2 separate regions of the Lactuca sativa genome follow, and region 2 is linked to region 1. The links are chromatin contacts, called in public Hi-C maps. All regions are on one chromosome and are shown on one strand. Each heading gives the region's core, a stretch centred on a gene start, on an enhancer-like site or on the middle of the called end of the contact. The rest is flanking DNA. Distances are from core to core; before and after follow the strand shown. Region 1 holds the start of LOC111882116 (pentatricopeptide repeat-containing protein At1g18900). Region 2 holds the start of LOC111882101 (calcium-dependent protein kinase 10).

Evidence for each region. Hi-C and Micro-C count contacts between places; a contact is called where the count stands out from the background.
Region 2: a Hi-C map of leaf shows a contact between it and region 1, with 7 times the contacts expected there. The contact joins the promoter of LOC111882101 here to the promoter of LOC111882116 in region 1. A contact is called at or near these places in 3 of 4 Hi-C or Micro-C datasets (leaf and seed).

What each region holds. Positions count from the first base shown.
Region 1 is chr4:193,641,974-193,645,570 of Lsat_Salinas_v11, reverse strand. LOC111882116 (pentatricopeptide repeat-containing protein At1g18900) reads right to left here and starts at 2,041. Exons shown (of 2, transcript XM_023878483.3): 1 at 1,882-2,041; 2 at 1-1,343. The coding sequence starts at 1,340.
Region 2 is chr4:194,156,840-194,160,436 of Lsat_Salinas_v11, reverse strand. LOC111882101 (calcium-dependent protein kinase 10) reads right to left here and starts at 1,947. Exons shown (of 7, transcript XM_023878467.3): 1 at 1,137-1,947; 2 at 464-607; 3 at 227-379; 4 at 22-137. The coding sequence starts at 1,794. It overlaps LOC122197382 (a long non-coding RNA gene), which reads left to right and starts at 1,980. Exons shown (of 2, transcript XR_006190771.2): 1 at 1,980-3,075; 2 at 3,548-3,597.

The DNA of each region.
Region 1 (3,597 bases), core at 792-3,291:
ATCATGATATTGTAAGTCACTAGATTCGGGATACAACCTTGACTAACCATTTCACAAAATAACTTCAACGCTGCGTCTAAATGACCCGCTTTTCCCAAACAATTTATGATTACACTGAAAGTGAATGTATCGGGTGAAAGTCCGGCTTCTTGCATTCTTTGATACATACCCATGGCAATATCAAGATACCCTGCTTTCGCATGGATGTCAATTAGGGTACAATATGTAACCCTATCGGGTTTCACCCCTTCTTTTTGCATTTGATCGAAAATCTCGAGTGATTTTTTTAGAAAATTTGCACGTCCATAGCTATGGATTAACCGATTGTATGTGACAACATTTGGGGGGTATCCATCTCGAACCATTTGATCAAGTAATTTGTCAATTGACCCGAATTGTTTGGCCCGACCCAAGATCCCAACCATGGTTGTGTAAGTGTGACCATCGTGGTTAAACCCGGGTTGAGTTTTTAACCAGTAGAAAAAGTTAAGAGCTATTGAATGATCTTGAAGCTGTTTGAGTACTTGATTCGCTTGGTATACATCTAATGACCCGTTTAGATTCCATAACGCTTGTTCTATTCCCGGGCCCCACTTTGAATTTCTCAATATCTGACAAACTGTTTCCACCATATGACCCGAACCGGAAAACTGTCGACCCGGTTGTGAAACGGGTTTTGTTGATATTCCTCGTGTTACCATGAACTGGTTTACACAATCTTTTGATCTTTTCGTGTTTTGGTTTTGAAAGTTGGGGGCTGTTTTACCCGATGGTTTGCTTTTCGCGACACTTGTGGGGTTTTTTTGAGCAGATGTTTGTGGTTCAATTTTTTTGTACACTTTAACATTCGATGATTTATCACTTGAAGTTGTTTTTTCAGGAATAACTTTTTTGTAAGGTTTGACATTTGGAATAGGTCGGCCATGGTCAACCACATAGTTTTGACTTGACCCTTCGGTCATGGGTATCTTGTAGTTGACCACATCGTTTAGAAAGTTGACTGCTGCGATTCCTGCCCGAACAAAGTGCCCGGTTGTAAGACCAGATGGCTGGATTGAGGTGTCGATTTCATCAGCATAAGTTACACAATCGGGTTTTGACTTTGGTGTATGGTCAACTATGTTGGTATTGGGTGTAGTAGAAGATTTGGGCACAAAGGTGGATGATGATGTTGTTTGTGGATTTCGGGTTCTGTTTGTGTTGGGGATTTGCCTTTTGGAAGTGCAAGCTTCATCTTCTTGACAAGTGCATGAACTTCCATCTGCACTACATCTTGTTCCACTGAAGAAGAAAGATCTAGCTGATTGGGAAAGAACACCTAGCTGTTTTGTGCGCAACATTCTCTGCATAAATTGTATGAACAATTTAAGTTATACACTAAGATTTGTAAAGATCGCCATTTAGGCGTTTACTACCATAAAAAGACCTAATTTTGAAACTGAAACTCCCAATTGAAGATTGATCTCCATGATCGTTTTATTTTATTACACTCCCAATGATCGAATGATACTTGCAATCCTTTCGCCCTGAATTATTTCGATTTTGGTTCCAAAATGAGCCCAAAATTCGGATACGAATTGTGTCGGCTGTGAGGGAGCAATCAACAAGATATTCTAATGATCGAATTCAGGGCAAATTTAGCTCTGAAGATTTATTCATATTAGACCAAAAAATTTCAAGAAAGAACCCGTTTCTTCAAATGATCAGGATGGAACATAATACAGATTTAGGAAACATTTAACGAAAAGAAAAACCCTAATCAGGATCAATAAGGTAGCCCCATTTGACCAAGCAGTCAACATTTCAATGGCGAATGAAACCACATGAGAAAAGAAATGATTGATGCAATCAAATATGAAAGAAGATTGATTAGCTCATTACCTGAGATGGGTAGAGGAGGAAGATGAGAGAAACGATGTGGCGGCTACTTCTCCATAAGAGCAGTCAAGGCATGCGTTAATTTTGCAGGCCAAACAAATGGAAGGGGTTTTGTGTGAGATTTTTCTATTTATGTTAGTTGGGAGTGAATTGGTGGTATGTTTGTAAACCCTATATTGTGATTATTTTTTCTGTTGATTTTGGTATCCACGCGTTCCCACCTTCACGGATTTCTTCTCACTCCTACAATGCTTTTAGCAAACCCCTCTCTCATTTTCCTTTTACCTTTTCTTTTCTACTTTTTATTATATTTTTTGTTCCATGAAATTAAAATCTAACTCATTTATTAGTGATATTCGTCCAAATTTATATAATGTTGGAAGTAATGATAATTTTTAATTTTTTAAGTAAATAATCAATAATTTCAAAGTTTTACATTTTTCAAATTATTTTTTCATGATAAAAATAATTTCAAATTTTAATTTTATTTTACTGTAAAAGTAGTTTGAAATATCGAACTACATTCTCTTTCTGTAGAAAAATTAGGTTGAAATTCTTATTCACTTGGAATATCCATATGTAGGTCGAAATTCCAACGTGTTTATTATTTTTGAACTTGTTCTTCGTGTTTTTTATTGAATTTTGAACATGTTCATATTTTTGGATTGAATTTCTAACTTGTTTTCCGTTTTAAAAAATCAATTTTCTTCATTAAAAATGACGATTTGGGGGGAAAATAAGAAGAATGATGATGAGAAATAATACACAATAAGAAGAATGATGAATGCCTCAAAGTCTTTTATTGAAGCTTATTCTAAGTTCGAGACTCACTCATCGTTGTGGTTGATGGCATATTATTCTTGTCCTTCACTAGTGTGGTGATTTGTGGTGTTTCTCTAAGTCTATCGAGAGTTTGCATCTTCATGATTGGGCTTGCATCAACAGCAGGATTATTGTTGGTAGGTATTATAGGTAAGAAAACAAGAATGCAAAACAAAAAGTAATCAAAATTCACTCTTTGCTTAATTGGAAAAACTAACTCAAAACTAATGGTTTACAATCTGTTCTCATAATCATAAACTCAATTAGGGATATGAATATATAGCCTAACATAACAACTTGTATTAGAATAGGAAACTTATGACCAACTTGCCATAAAATGGATTGCTTGATCCTCAAACATAGGATTCCAACAATCACCCTCGAATCTATAAGTCCTTCTAGAGACGTCTTCAATCCCGATCACACTCCGTATTTCCTTGAACTTGTAAGAATTTCCGCCTTTTGTTCCTCCTCGGGAATGTACACCACCTCCACTTGTTTGTTTTCAGCATAATTTTTACCCGTGACAAATAAATCATCAAGATAATTTGCTAAAATTAGCAAGTTAGATTCTTCACTTTTTCGGTACACCGATGTTTCTTTCATGCACTTTTGAAATTTAATACTCTTGAAAATCCCATCAAGCTTCATGTTCCATGCTCGAGGTGCTTGTCTTAGACCATATAGTGCTTTTTGAGGCGATATACTTTATGCTTGATGCCTTTCTTTATATAGTCTTCCGGTTGCGATACGTAAACGGTTTCCTTCAATTCTACATGTAAGAACGTTGTTTTAACATCTAAGTGGTGAAGCTCCCACCCATGAGTAGTGGCTAAGGCTATAAGAAACCAAATGGTTTCAATTCGAACTACCAAAGCAAATACTTCTTGAAAATCA
Region 2 (3,597 bases), core at 698-3,197, 510 kb before region 1:
TCAAGAACAATGTGCGCTTACCCTCAATGCTTTCTTTTTGAACCGATTCATCACGGAGAATTGCTTGAGCCTCGTCCTCACAATATCTCCCAATGGAACATTTGAAGCTTTCTTCTCGTTCACGATCCATGGATGTTCTACAAGAAAGGAGAAAACATCAGATAAAGTTATGTTAACCTTGAATTTGATGGTCAAACGGTCAAACGAACAAACATTACAAACTTACCTAAAACTTGTTGGGAAGTTAACCGTTTCTTGGGATCCGGTTCTAACATCTGCTTAACAAGACTTTTAGCATTTTCAGAAATTTGAGGCCACGGTTCCCTCTTGAAATCAATAACACCTCGTAGAATTGACAACGCGACACCTTGTTCCGTTTCTAAAATCAAACGAAAAACGATCAACAAAAATTAGCAAATCACAAAATTGAATCTTATTTTTGTGTTCTTAGTATTATTAATACCTGCCCAAAAGGGAGGGACCCCACATAACAATATATAAAGAATAACCCCAGCACTCCATATATCAACCTCTGGTCCATAATTTCGCCTTAGAACTTCAGGCGCCATGTAGTATGGACTCCCCACAATTTCTGAAAATTTCTGACCTGAAAATAAAGGAAGTATACAAAAAGTCAAATAGTCAACTCTGAAGCCATAGAATATTCCAAAGCTATGTCTTCATCACAAGTTTTGATTCAGAAAATCCGGGTGCACCATGGATCGAACCCATGACTTGTTGGTCAAAAAGTAGCAGCTTGTCAGTGACTTGGTCTTGCCCCAAATTACGTCTTCTTACTTTGACTAATTTTATATGAAAACGACATCGAAATGGAATCTAACCAATCAAAACCACCTAATCCATCATCATTCAGATCCTTTTCGAAAATACTTGATCACATCAAACTTTTAGGGCTCTGATTTGGGAATTTTGGAATAAATATAATCAAATCAAAGAATTAAGGAGAGATCAAGATCTCGGAGTTAGATCTGAAGATTTGAACACCCAATTGATAAAGATTGAAACTTTAGGTTCTTAAGATGCGATTTGATATAATTCGACACTAACCCAGAAAAAATAAATTGGGATTATTGAAGTAGTTAAAGGAACTGTAATTAAGAACAAATATGAAATACCTGGCTTGAAGAATACAGAAAGTCCGAAATCGATGGCTTTTAAAGGAGAATTTTCTTTCTTATTAGCAAACAAAAAGTTCTCCGGCTTCAAGTCTCGATGAATTACCCCATGTTCATGGCACATCTTCACCACCTCCGCCACCGTCTTCGCGATTCCGGCCGCCGCACGTTCGCTATAATGCCCTCTAGCAACGATTCTGTCAAACAGCTCTCCACCCTCGCACAGCTCCATCACCAAATGAACAGCTTCATGATCCTCATATGTAGCACGAAGCTTCACTATATTTGGGTGCTCCGGCAAGGTTGACATAATCGCAACCTCTCGCCGGACGTCCTCCACGTCGACGGCGGTTCGGAGTTTTTTCTTGGAGATTGATTTACACGCGAAAGCTTGTTTTGTTTCTCTATCGGTGCAGAGGTACGTGACTCCAAACTCTCCCCGACCCAGCTCCCGGCCAAGTATGTACTTGTCGGAAATTCGGGTCCGGTGGTGGGCGAGTTGTCCGAAGTCATTCAAAACCCGGATCGGTACCGGAGATTCGGCGTATGGATTGGGTCTTTGTTTGAAGTTCTTTTTCTTGCCCGGTGGAGTCGGAGGTGGCTGGTAGTGTTGGGGTTTCGGATTATCGGGTCTTAGACAGGTGGTGCAGTTGCCCATGGTGGTGGTAGGTTTTAATGGCAACCGTCGTGGTGGTGGTGGTGGTTGGGAAATATAGTTATGATCGCCGGAAAATCAAGATTTGAAGAGCCGGGCATTTCACGGCATATGGAAAATGAGACCGAAGGAAAGACGCGGGGTAAGGGAAGGAAAAGGAAGTTTTCTTTTAGCTTAAAGTCAAATATATTGTTCTATTATATTTATTAATAATTATAATAATAGAATTTACAAAATTATTCTATTCATTTTATTATATTAACCATGTTTCTATTTTATATTTTTGTAATTTATAGTATCGTATAACGCCTCTGTCATAAAAGAAAGTTCTATATTTTTTATTGAATTATTTTACAAGCTTGATTTGTTGATTATAAAAATTTTTAATTGTCTATAATCTTTATTTTGGTAATAAGAATAACTTTTTTAGATTTAGTAATTTTAATTTTAATTAATAAATTTACTTATTTTTTGCTTACTGTGGATAAATGTTTGGCCAGTATTAATATATTTTCCTGAATTATAAAGTAAATAGAATATTCTAATCTCTAACAGAAATAATAAAATAAATGTAAGAATATAGTTGCATTTATCCCTTGAAATTTGAACATAAAAAGTTAAAAATCATTTTAAAATAAATATTATATACATTGTTTAGGAATAGTTATAATATCAATCTTGTTTAGTCATAGTTAAACATTTTTTTAAGAGTTTTTAGTTTTTAGCTTCTAAGAAAATTTTCAAAAGAAATTGTTTGACGATAGGAGCTTATAGTTTTTAATTTAAACAAAAAACTTGAAATTCTAAATCCACTTCGAGTAGCATTTAACAAAACAAAATTATATTTTTGCAAATTAACTTAGGTGTTGTTTGTTTTTGTAAAAAAATATCTTCTAACCATTTATTGTTATGCGTTGCAGCACACACACAACATTTTTCGTCTCGCAGCAGTTTGTTTTTTAAAAGTCTTCAACATAAAAAAACATGTGTGTGTGTTATGCACTTGTTTTTGTCTCTTTAAACCACTTCTGACCTAAAACCTAAAAAAACAGGCCCAACATAAAAAAAAAAAAAAAAAACAAAACAAAACAAAACCCTGCTTTCTTGTTTCCCCTCATCGAATCCGTCGCACCTACCTTCTCCATTCAACCTTCAATTTGCAGCTTCCTTCTCCATTCAACCTTCGATTCGCTACCTCACATCGACACAACACTGTCGGTAAGCAGACCAGCCTTCGTCGTCGCCGTCTCAGCCTCCCTTTGTTGTCGCCATCCTCATGAACAAGTATGTTTCCTTTCCTAGAATCAGCTTTTAAAATTGATTGTATCCTTCTAAAATCAATTTTCCTTATTAATCTCTGTTGATTCTGATTAATCGATTGCTAGATTCTGATTAATCTTTTCCTGAAATTGATTGTTCACGAACTATCATTTGAGTTGTGTTGTGGTGGGATGTGGATACTAATCAGAACATGAAATCGATGTTGTATTTTTTTTTTCCTATTTTGTTAAAATTGCAGTTGGGTATGTATGTGAATTTCGTGTATAATCTAAAGGCTACCTAGGTTGTATTGAAAAGTATGTTTTTTTTTTTTTTCTGATTTCTATGTGGTTGTTGCAATAATCGAATTTGTTTTTATTTTCTAATTTATTATGTAATTGTTGCTGACAGCATGTATACATAACATGATTTAGAGCCTTTTTCATTTTCCTCTATGTTTGACAATCTTATGGTGCTTGATAATCTTATGGCCAAGATTCCAACAAGAATCAAGAAACCAATGGAAGCCCACAGGAGAAACCCATG